Regions from separate parts of the Gossypium hirsutum genome. Here region 2 is linked to region 1. A link is a contact called in public Hi-C data. All regions are on one chromosome and are shown on one strand. Each heading gives the region's core, a stretch centred on a gene start, on an enhancer-like site or on the middle of the called end of the contact. The rest is flanking DNA. Distances are from core to core; before and after follow the strand shown.

The links. Hi-C and Micro-C count contacts between places; a contact is called where the count stands out from the background.
Region 2: a contact with region 1 is called in a Hi-C map of leaf, with 1.4 times the contacts expected there. The contact joins the promoter of LOC107891870 here to the promoter of LOC107891878 in region 1. A contact is called at or near these places in 6 of 34 Hi-C or Micro-C datasets (callus, hypocotyl, leaf and 1 more).

Annotation. Positions count from the first base shown.
Region 1 is chrD09:31,219,231-31,225,063 of Gossypium_hirsutum_v2.1, reverse strand. LOC107891878 reads left to right here and starts at 4,313. Exons shown (of 1, transcript XM_016816808.2): 1 at 4,313-5,833. The coding sequence starts at 5,095. The coding sequence ends at 5,679.
Region 2 is chrD09:31,387,380-31,393,934 of Gossypium_hirsutum_v2.1, reverse strand. It overlaps LOC107891870, which reads right to left and starts at 2,355. Exons shown (of 12, transcript XM_041100306.1): 1 at 2,111-2,355; 2 at 1,512-1,624; 3 at 514-557. The coding sequence starts at 1,593. LOC107891872 (a long non-coding RNA gene) reads right to left here and starts at 3,755. Exons shown (of 2, transcript XR_001682331.2): 1 at 3,467-3,755; 2 at 2,887-3,178.

The DNA.
Region 1 (5,833 bases), core at 3,064-5,563:
TATCACCATAGGTATGGTAAGCCAAGTTTGCTTGAAAGATATGCAATATGGGTTCTGTAAAGTGATTGGTTGTGAGTCAATTGAATGGATTGATCGGTCAAATAACATCAGCATCATATTTTCTTTTATATTTTCTTCGATTTTTGTAGGACATTAAAGGGACAAATTTTGTATACTTTTGGCACTTTTCAAGATCCACTAAGAGATTTTGGGTATATATATACGGTAAGAAGGGAACATTTAGATGGTTTTTCTTCCTTCCGTTCTACACTTTAGCTTTCTTAAAAATTAAATATTCTCTTCTTCTTCGTTAAACTAGAAGCTAAGGTTTTTGAGGTCATTGGTGGATGTTTCAACCTCTTTGTAAGTCTAGTAACTCTACAGGTTAGGATTTTGAAATAATAAAGATGTTATGAAGCAGATAAACAATAAAATATGAATAAGAGACCTTGCATGGGGGTCATCTGCATTTGAGATGATAGCAAATTGTTTGTAAATGGGTTTTAATGGTGATTTCATGTTCTTTTAAGCAGTTGTTACTGCTAATTTGTGAAGAATGTTTGGGTTTGGAACTTTGAGCTGCAGTAAATGTGAGTTTTAGATGAGTCCTTATCATGACTCATGCATGTTAATTTTACAATGGAAAGTCTTATGTTGATGACATATCAAATGCTTGGTAAGTGTGTGAGATATATAAGTTACTATATGAAAAAGGTGATGTGTGGTATGTATGCTTGTGGAATCAAGTATGGTGAGTATGCATTAGTTAGGTGTATGAACAGAACTGGTTAATTTTATTCTGTGCTAAATGGGAAAACATCAAATTGTGATGCCTCTGGTAAGGAAGGTACATTGCTAAATGGACAGGTAGATCACGATGACAAGGAGAATACTCATGGTATAGCCTCTAGTGAGATGTAAATCGAACTGGCAGAACACAACATAAGGATGTGTAAGACTATGTGGCTGGGACCTATGGCATTGTATGTCAATGAAAACACTCATGGTGATACCTCTAGCGAGATATGGACTGGACTGACAAATCATGACATGAAGTTATGTTTAAGACCATGTAAGAGAAACCGCATAGCATATTACGTATTCGTGGCGTGTTTTGTAAGGCCTTTATGGCGTATTGAATGAAGCATGTGTGGCATATTATGTGATATTTGTGTGATGTATTCTATAACACCCTTGGGATGGAATTTGGTCAAATGCTTCTCTGTCGTGATCTCGGTAAGCTTGAGACTTCTATGCTGATCAATGTTATGATAAAGAACTAGTAAGTTGAAGGTATCTCCATTTCGTTAATCTTATGGCAGAATTTTGAATATGACCTAAGGGAAAACTTTTGAAGGAGTTTCCATCAGTGTTTCTAAAGAGGGAATCTGCTATAATAATTTGTCAGTACAGAGAATTTGGTATAATCGTAGATATGGATGGTTTATGTAGTCGCCAAATCTGAGTTTATTATGATATAGATGGCAACAAGGATTATTAGCATGACCTAAGTTGTATCCGGACTTCAAAAACAAAACCAACACTGTTACTATTAATAATTCCATTATTAATACAACTTGTAGAACCATACATCCAACTATTCTGACGTGTTTTGTCATTCTAAGACTAATTTACTTGCAAAAAACCAAAAAAAAACTTTACATGCAAAGAAAGATAATTTTTTGGAACAGAAATGGGTAACCAGAAGAAACCTAAAATCAAATAGAAAGAGTTCCACCCAAAATGTATTGATTTATATCTTTAATCAAAGAAGTCGATAGAAATAATAGAATGGAAGAAAATTTGATAGATTTCTAAATCATAATATCATGGAAAAGAAGCACAAATCTCTAAATCATTTGACAAAAAAATGTAGGTAGAAATTTAATAAAAAAGCGGTTGATCTCAAATCCTAAAACCCAAAAAATTATTCCAAATTGATAATCGAATATTTGGGGAACAAAAATATAAGTGGTAGTAGAAGTTGAAAGAAGAAGATTTGTAGGAAAATGGGAGGAAACAACTTATAAAAAAAAAGGCAGAGAGCTTTGGAGAACTCCCTAAATCTCTTTTATGTGTTTATTGCTTAATTTTTCATGAAAAAGAATGAGAGAGAGATTGTGGAGTTGTGTTTGATCCACACTCACCGCATCATTGTTGATACATGATTTAGTTGGTAGCTCCGTTGGCCAGTCCATCTTCCTCCTAATATAAATGTTTATAGGAGATAGAAGCAAAAGTGGAGAATCTTGAGAGAGCCGACCCTTTTAAAGAGGGTCCTTAAAAGTGCATACAAAAAAGACTATTTGGGGATTAAATTCCAAATTACAGAGTGGATCGGATTCTGGGTCACAAAACGGATCAGATTATGATTACTACTATATCATAACTCAAGTTTAATTTAATTAGTTCATATAATCTATAAAAAAAAATATTGAATGTCATTAGGTAAATTTAAATTTCAAAATTTAACATTTTTCTTTATTTTCATATTACAATATTCGAAAAAGTCAACTCTCATTGAGTGACTAATAAAGGCAAAAATATTCAAATGGTGACCGCATATTTAGTTTTCTTAAGGGCACAAACCTTTATAAAGTTCCCCATGATGTGCACATACTTTTTCTTTAATGCTTTAATCATTTTATTTTTTTATTCTTATCTTCTTTATTTAACTTTTAATGGAATTAGTATTATGAATTAATGGAATATAATTCAATTAAAGAATTTAAAAAAAATATTTGAATAGTTTTATATACAAAATAAATAAATTATAAATGCATTTTTTTCTTTTATTTTTATATAAAATGGATAAAAATTTATATAGTATAATATTTTAACTTAAGACACAATAAATTTTTGAATAATTAAAATTTTGTAATAAATATAGCTATTACATTAAAAGAATTTCACCATGGTGTGTCATAATAATATAATAAAAAATGAGCGAAAATAATGCATTATTACTTTCTTACACCTTCATTTTTCAAAACCGAAAACTCTCAAGTCTTAACAATTCTTTAAATGCTTTTCCAAGTTTCTTCTTTTTCTTTTATATATGTCATTTTCTTCCTTTCTTTTTAGTGGAACATTATTGGGACTTACATGGGCCCTCTCTACCCAATCAAAAATATTTTTGAAATTATTATGTCTCACAATATATTAATCAAAAGTACTGGAAATAAATATACTCAATAATTCGGTTTTACTCAGGAAGATTCACCCCAAATTTTAAGTTTAAAAAATAAAATAAAATATGTTTAACATATGGAGTCTCATTATTTATAAATATTTGACTATTTGAGGCATAGAATTTGTCAAATATATTTTATTTTGGTGTACAAATTGTCAATTGTTTACATTTTAAGGCTTCCTAGACATTACAACTAAATACAACCATGAATAATAATTTCCATTTTTTGTAGAGAATAATTTTGTTAACAAGAATTTCCTATTTTCTTAATATATATATATATTGTAAAATCTAATTAACTAAAATATTTGAAATAAAATTGGTCGAAATTTAGAAAATTTAATTAGGATAAGAAGATAAGGTTGTAAACAAGTTTTCATTTGATATGTGATTAGGAAAGTTATTATTAAAAATAAACTTAATTAATTGTGGATAACTTCTTTTTTAAGAAAAACAAGTAGGAAGATTATAGTTGTGGCATTTGAGAAGAAGGAAATTTAGGTCACTTTATTATACAACAAGTTATTTACAATTTTAGGGAATAATAATTTACATCTTTTTCTTCATTCTTCAACCAAACTCACTTTAAGTTTTTTTTTCTTTCCTTTTTTTTTAGTTTGAGAAATTTGTAACTTTTTATTCCATGTCACTTTGTATAATTGATTTTACTTTTACTTTTTTTGGTTTAATATGATTAAAAGTAGAAATCAATGATTAAAAATAGAAAGATAACATTAGTGCACATATATTTTTAAGAATTAAAAGAAATCTTTAAAAATCATTCTTCCTATTTAAAAATAATACAAGATAAAAAGTAGTATAGAGACCCTTGTACTAAGAGTTGGATTGCATTTTGCTTCCTCTACTTAAAAGATGAGTTAGATCAAAAAGTAAACTAATATTTTTATTAAAAATTTCACTAATTTCTACTATTAAAAATTGATTCATGTACGTCAAAATCAAGTACGTGTGACACACCACATGTAATTGTTTAGTTATTCTGTTAATCACAATAATTTTAATAATAGAAATGGATAAATTTTTTACAAAAAATTATCAATTTACTCTTTAATTTAATATACAAAAATTAAAATATAATCCAACTCCTAATATAAACCCACTAATATACTTTTACCAATAAATATATTTACATAATTATAACCACACCCAATCAAACAAAATTACAATTAAAATCAACACCCATATTTAACTTGTTTCCATGTTCAACACAAAAATAAAGAGGCAATGTCATTATTTAAATAATAATAAATAAATAAAGCAAAGTCCTTATTCGATGTGGGCCCCACACACCTAATAGTAATTAATAAATCTCCATTTTTTTAAAAAAATAGAACCTCACACCCCGACAACTAACCGTTCCGACATCAAACCTCCGTTATTCCGTCCGAACATCGGCTAACGACAACCAAACAAAACAAACGATTGCCGTCATCACACATTCCTCCTTTTTTAGTGTATGGGTCCCACCTCCGCCCGGTCCTACAGAGGACCCACATGACGCGCTCGTCAACGCAAAATCCAAAGACCAAATTAGCCCAGCCCGAAATTAAACCCGATATCCGACCCGTACCCGTCTCCATCTTTTTCGTCGGCCTTTCCTTTCCTTTTTCCCCTTCTATATATATTCCCTCTTCCCTTATCTCTTTCGTGTGGACAGATTATATCACAACAGAGTTATAAAATATATAAAAAAAAAGGAAGGGATTATTATAATTTGAAGGAAAAAAAATCAAGAAACCTTCCTTTTTTTCCTCCTTTGATTTTCCCCTTATGAGGTCTTGAAATTGCTCGAATCCCGTTTTTCTTAAATTTTTTTCATCTAATTCTCAGTTTTCTTTTCTATTTATTTTTCTCGAGTTCTTTTTTTGGGATAAATTATCATGGGGACTGAAATTTTACGGCCTCAGGATTGTTTGATTGAACAGATCCGTGTTTCTTCGACGGCTTGTTCTCGTCGGAGATATGGAAATGGTAGCTTTAATCCTACCTATAATTATAATAATAGTAATAGCAATAACAGCAACGGAAACGTTAGATTTACCAGGAAACCGGTCCAGAGGAAGCGAGTCGGGTCGGAGCAGCGGGTTTCGAAGAGATCTGGCTCCGTCGATGACTTGAAGACGGTGGCGAACAATTTCAAGATGGAGAAGGTTACGATTTTGAGGCGCGGAGAGTCGTTGGATTCGAAGATCAAGAGCAACAACGGCGGTGGAAAGGAAGACGGGTTGGTCGCCACGGGGACGGATCGGTTAGGTCCAGATCCAGAAATGGTTTCGAAACAGATCAGATTTGTGGATATCAAGTCTCCGGTGACCGGAAAATCCGACGTGTACGCTGGATCGGCTTTCGCTGTCTCTCCGGAACCGAGTTCTCTTCCTTTGCCTTCTTTCTCGAAGAAGAAGCATGTTCCGATCGATGATTCGGCCACTAGGGATCTCAGGCGTATACTCCGACTTGACATCTGAGATCTGATTATGTTCATCCGAGTAGATATATTTGGATCCAGAATAAGATCGTTTCGTCTCTATTTAGAACTCTCCGGTAGTTTCAAGATCCGATTACCTCCGTAATATTTTTTCAAAAACGGAGGGCGGATTTGAAAATCGAGATAACATTAGG
Region 2 (6,555 bases), core at 1,106-3,605, 170 kb before region 1:
AAAAACAAATAAAACACACTTTGGATGCTACAAAGAAATTTTGGTAACTAAGAATGTAAAAGGCAAGCCACTTGGTGAGTATTCTCAAGCGAAAAAGTTAAACTCTAGGTGGCATTTAATTAACCATACATTTGTAAAACCCCATGTAGGACTCAAATGTTGAATTTCTTTTTTATTTAAGATTATACATCAGCAATCCAAACCATATAGAGGGAGCCTTAATAGGCAAAGGTATCATAGTTATAGATCAGAGAGAGCATTAACAGAAACAACTCTTTAGATGAAAGAGTTTTATACATGATGTCAAAGAGAACTGAGATTTCATAGCTCAGATAACCTCACCAAATTTAAAGGATCAGTCATGGGCTTCAAGCCAAAGACATGCATATCTGTGAGAAAAATCAACGTGCCATCATAAACAATGAACACAGCATGGCCCATATAATTTGGTGCAAGAGAAACATCATTAAATTGAAAAACCAATAAAACAAACATTATTCCGCACAGCATCACCTTCTTCATCAAGTAAATTTGCCTCATCTGCCTCCTGCAATTCTCTGTAAATGTATTGATCAGCTAATTTTTTATTGCCAACCTCCTCTGCCAACAGCAAGGACAATGTCAATACCATGTTGTTTAATAAATTGGACCGACATATCCAATTCATTTGAACAGTAAGACCTAAATTTGATAACTCATCCTCCGAGTGCAAGCAACAATGGTCAAGTTTAAGGTGCGGTTACATAAATTTGACAGCATGCTTCTTTTGTTTTAACTATTTTAAAAGCGAATCAAGCGCTTTACACATCTATTTTCATGCTTGAATAAGACAAAGAGAGAGAGAACAAAAACAAATAAAAAAGATCTAGTAAATGGATCAAAAGTGCAAAATATTCATGGAGAAACAGAAGTTGTGGGTTCTCTTTTTGTGGTGGAGCAGAGCTACCACTAACTTCACTATAATAATTACAGAGACCTTCTCAAAAAGAAAGAATAATTACAGAGTTTCAAAAAGAAGAGACCAATTTTATGACACAACATACCCTTAAAGCATTCAGAACATGACAGTCATGTACAATATAAAAGAATAAAAGTAAGAAACGGTGATGCAAAATTGAGATTTTTCTTTAATCATTTTTCTTATGTCACTTCATTTGCAACGTTCTATTTCACTTCCTAGAAACTAATTACTGATTGCTCACAAAATTAGACCACACCATTTCAATTTGGCCATGCAACCAAGGAGTGCAAATTATTAAAATTTGCATAACACATAGGATATCAAAACAATATGCGTTGCTTCAACTCTTCATTTTTCTTGAAATACCCATGTTGGACACATATGGACGTGGATGTGAGGATATAATCCCAAGACGCTCTAAATACAAGGAAACTTGTTAAGAAAAGGCATACACGTGCCAGTCACATACTCTATCTTTCACACCCGAATTGAAGTAACATATTGGAAGCATACACATTCCGATATTTCATGCCGTGTAATAATAGTGTACCTGCTATACTCGGCGAGATGCTTCCTGCTTCAAGAAGCCTAGCCATAACCGCCATTCTACCACTTCCCAGTGAGCATACCATTGAGACACAAAGCTAGCTCCGAATCTATACACTGCAATGAGCAATGCAGATAAAATCACCACAATGTTACTACAGCAATGTATAGCTCATAATTAATAGCATCAAAATACTAATACTAATAATAATTCCACGCGTTTAAAATTTATTGTTTTTCAATAAATGCTGGCAATTCCAGGAGTTAAAAATTTTGATAACTATCATGTTTGTAAAATTGTATATTATTAACCATTTCCTTTTCATATTAATTTTTTAAAAGAAATAAAATTTAAATAATTAAAGGAAACTCAAATGTAAAAAAAATGTGATTAAACAAAATTTAAACTAAAAACGAGGAAAAATTATATACATTGTAAATTCACATATACAAAAAAAAAATCTTATGCAGTCATGCAATCCAGAATAAAGAAAATACAAGAAATTATAGCTCGATAAAAAAATTAATTTTTTTTAAAAATAAAAAAAAAACCCTATAAAAATAGAATATGAAAATGATAAAGAATAAAGAATAAAGACTCACCTCGATCCACACCATAAATATTTTGGGGAAAAAACCCTAAAATTGCGGAGAAAATTAAAAAAAAATTGGAATTAGTTCTCAAAACAATGCGCTAATCCCGATGCAATGTGAGTGAAACTAAAAGTTCAGGAAAGAGCTGCAATGGCGGAAATGGAAACCCTAGGTGGAGAGAAGAGATGAGTTGGCGTTGTGGCGGAGCAAAATTGGGAAGGAAAAATAAAACGAAAACAAAAAAACTGACGGTTTTTCTCTTTTGCGTTAATATATGCGCAGGGGGTTGCATTATAGTGATGTGGTCCTCGCCGCATTGGATAACAGGCTACTTTAGACACTTTTAAAATTAAAAATGTTATAAATAACAATATAAATTTTGAACTGACTTCTTTGAAAAAGAAATTTGAATTGACCTCTCATCCGCCCTGTTGGGTAGGCCCAGCTCAGACCGGGCTATATGGCGTTTGAATTCAACTTGTTTATGGGCTACGTGATTAGATCGGTCCATTTGGCAATGATATTTTGTCTTTGAATCTGGTTCTGTCCGAATTTAAATTGAATAATTTGAAATATATTTTTATTTAAATTTAAGCATATAATATAAAAAAATTAATATTAGATATTTTATTTTTTAAAATAGTAGAGTGAGTTATTTGGGTGGGTCGGGCTGAGTTAGGACTCAAGCCTATTTTTTTAAATTAGACTATAGCCTAGCCCCTCTTAATTAATTAATCCTTCCATACTTACTACTTAACGGCTAACGCCATCTAGATTTTTCGAAGTGCAAAAAAGTACATTTTTGAACTTGATAAATGATGCCTGTACAAGCCCATTTTGCCCGGGGCCCATTACAAATAAAACACTTAAAAACCTACCCAATAACTAACCCAAACAACCCATTACAACAAAGCCCAACTACCCAATACCTTAGCCCGAAACCCAAAACAAGAAAAAATCCTAGCAGAAAACAAAAGAACCCAAGGCGTCGTACCTAGGGTCTTCTGACCCTCGGACTTCTACGCCACCGTCACGTCCAGTGCCGCACCTACCCTCTGCCCATCTGCTCCAGCAACCCTGCAAAATAAAAGAGAACATGCAAGCAGCAAAAATAATAGGAAAAAATAGAAACAGATCGGCTATAAAAGCCAAACACCATTTTTGTATTTGACTTCTTCTTTTACAACTGGTTAATGAAAAGCAGATCAAAAAGCTTTAAGAAAAAGGTTGACTCCAGTGCTTCTATTTTCCTGTTCTTGTGTTTCTCTTATTTTATTTTATTATTTTTTTGTATTTGTATTTGTATTTTTATTTTTACAACTCATTTGTAACAAAACGAAAAAGGAAAGGAAAAGGAGTACTTACCGGTTTCGAAAGCCCGTCACTGGAAACCTTCTTCAATGTTGGAATCGAACTGAAAAGGGTACGAAAGACCCCTCCTTTTTCAGCCTCTTGGGTCCAGAGAGTCGGGTCTTTAAAAGGATTCGGGAACAGGGTTGAAAGCCCATCTTTTTCTGGCTCCGATCACCGCTCACGGCAGAGCCACGATGAAGCTATGATGGCAACATGCAGAAGCTGGCCGCCATCTGGTCTGAAATCCAGAGGAAAAATAAAAGAAGGAAATTTTGAAAAAAGGGGGGACGGCTATTAAATGAATTTTAGGTTAAAATTTTATTATTTATAACAATGCCTATACGATGTCGTTTTGGGTCTGAGATTCAGACATCAAAACGGCGTCGTTTCACTCTCTTAACCCGCAACCCGACCCGTCCACCCTTAGGATCCGCGTGTTTCTGCGGTGAAGAGATATTTATGTGCCTAGTCCTTCCGCTTTCACGCTGTTGTGCAATGTGGTCCCTCTTATTTTCTTAAATTTAGTCGCGTAATTTTCCGCGCATTTCATTTCAGTCCGCAATGAAACGCTGCGCATTAAGGTTGGGAATATTGCTCGATCGATCCCTCGTACCTTCAGCGCGTTCTATTTTAGTCCTTATCCACTCCTTTTTAATTTATTTGCAATTTAGACCCCTTAAAGTTCTGTTTTCAGTTTAAATTAATCCCTTTTTGTTGTATTTTTGCTATTAAATTAATTAATTTCAATATGTTATCATTATTTTTATTATTATTGCTTTTAATACTGTTATTACTATTATCATGCTTATTATTATTTATACCTTTGTAATTTTAGATTTAATTATGTGCATACATATCTTGGATCTATTCACATATACATACTTCCATACTTCATATACTTTATAATTTATATATACATACATACGTTTTGTTATACATATATAATTACATATATTATTTACGCTTTATATGTATACATATATACACTTGCACATTTTATATTTCATAATTTTAAATGTATATTCTTATTTTTATTTTTACGTATATACACATTTCCTTTTATCATTTTATAACTTACCTACATATCCACATATTTATATACATTTTTAATTTTCATACATATATATGTATATTTTATATCTTATTTTATATATATATATATATATCTTTATATACATATATATATTTTATATCTTATTATATATATATACATCTTTATACACGTATTTTTCATTCACATATCTGTATATATCTATCCACATTTTTATTTTCACGAATATATATGTATACTTGTATGTATTTTTATTTCTACGATTTTTATATATATTTATATACATATTCATATATATATCTTTACTTTTTATAATCTTATTCACTTTCTTTATTTATTTCTTTGTTTACATTTTCGTTATTATTTGGAAAGAATGTTTTAGTTTTATTTATCTATATGCTTGTTATTTTGTATGTTGTTGTTTTGTCTTTTTATTTATCTTATTTTTGTTGCTATGACTCGTATTACTTTTACACTATCGTATCCAATATTGTTTTGTACGCATATTAACATCGAGTTTCATTTCTACCATTTCGAGTTAGACTAATTCGATGCATGAATCTTTTTTTTAAAAAAAAGGGGTAAAACCTTGTATTGTAATTCGATAAAGTCGTACCCTAACTTACGGGGTTTAGATTTTCTCGATAAATTCAAATACACAAATAATTTCAAACAAAGTTTTTTTAATATTCTCGGGGATTAACAAAAGATCGTGTTCTAACTCACGGAACATGATCTCTTTCCTAAACTCGAGATAATCAAATAACTTTCAATTTTTTCTTTCTTTTGGCATTTATTCACGTATCGATAATTAAAGATATTGTATCCTAACTTACAGGACATAATTCTCTTTTTCGATTAACATGAAATATGTCTATTTTCTCGAAATTTTTAGCATTTTAACAAAGGATCATGTTTTGAATCTTTTTCAAATTTTCAATCTTTTACACTAAGACACTAAGTAATCAACTAGGTACCAATTTTGGGCGTTACGGGGGTGCTAACCTTTCATCGTACGTAACCGACTCCCGAACCTGTCTTTTGATTTTTCGTGGACCAAAATTGTTGTTTTGTTAAAACCAAATTGTTTATTAAAACAACCATTTTTCGAGGTGGCCGGATCACACCTCATCAAAAAAGATTAGTGGCGACTCCTATTTTTATTTTTGTTTTCAAAATCCAAGTCGACCCCTTTTATCAAAAAAATGGTGTCAACAGCTTGGCGACTCCGCTGGGGAAACCAAAGTAAGAGAGTCAAGCCATGTGTTGATTACTTTTTATCTTTTTGTCAAAGATTAAAAACTTGACACGATCCTTGTGTTGCATTTCATTCCTCTATCTTAGTCTTTATCATTTTGTTAATAATTACTGCGTTTAAATATATATTTTTGCATATTGCATTGCATGACCATTGGTCACACCCTTTTAAGTGGGAGTGAGAAACTACGCTTTCGTGAGGTTTTCACCTCCGTATTGGATAGTGAATCGCTTCCAGGATACATCCGTACCTATGTCTTCGTGAGATCTTCATCTCCGCATGGCCATGGGGAAATGTATTCCCCTGAACTGAACTCGTCTATATGAGCCTATAATGGGTGAGGATCGAGGAATCTGTTGGTTCGGGTACCTTTACTTTAGAACTAAACCACATGTAGCGAGCCATAGGAGCCCACTTAGATAGAGCTACACCAAACCTTAGTACTTACCTGAGTAGGCGATTTATTTATTATTGTTTACTTTAAATCCTACTCTGTGTCTAATACTGATTTACTTTGTTTGTGATTGCATGACATTTTCATTCTAAAAGAGGTGTTGATTCACGTTCAGTATCTAGATAGAAAGCTTATCATGGAAAAGAGGTTTCTTGATAAAGTAGAAGATAATGCAGTTGTCCGAATATAGGCCAAGACGACACAATGAGAGAAAGGTAATAGTCTTACCGAGGGGCACGCATCAGAATTGTGGGATTTCACCCGTATCAGCGTAATCCAAAATGATCTTCGAGAAATAAAAGAAATATGAGATCAATGGGATAATGAGACCAAGCAGC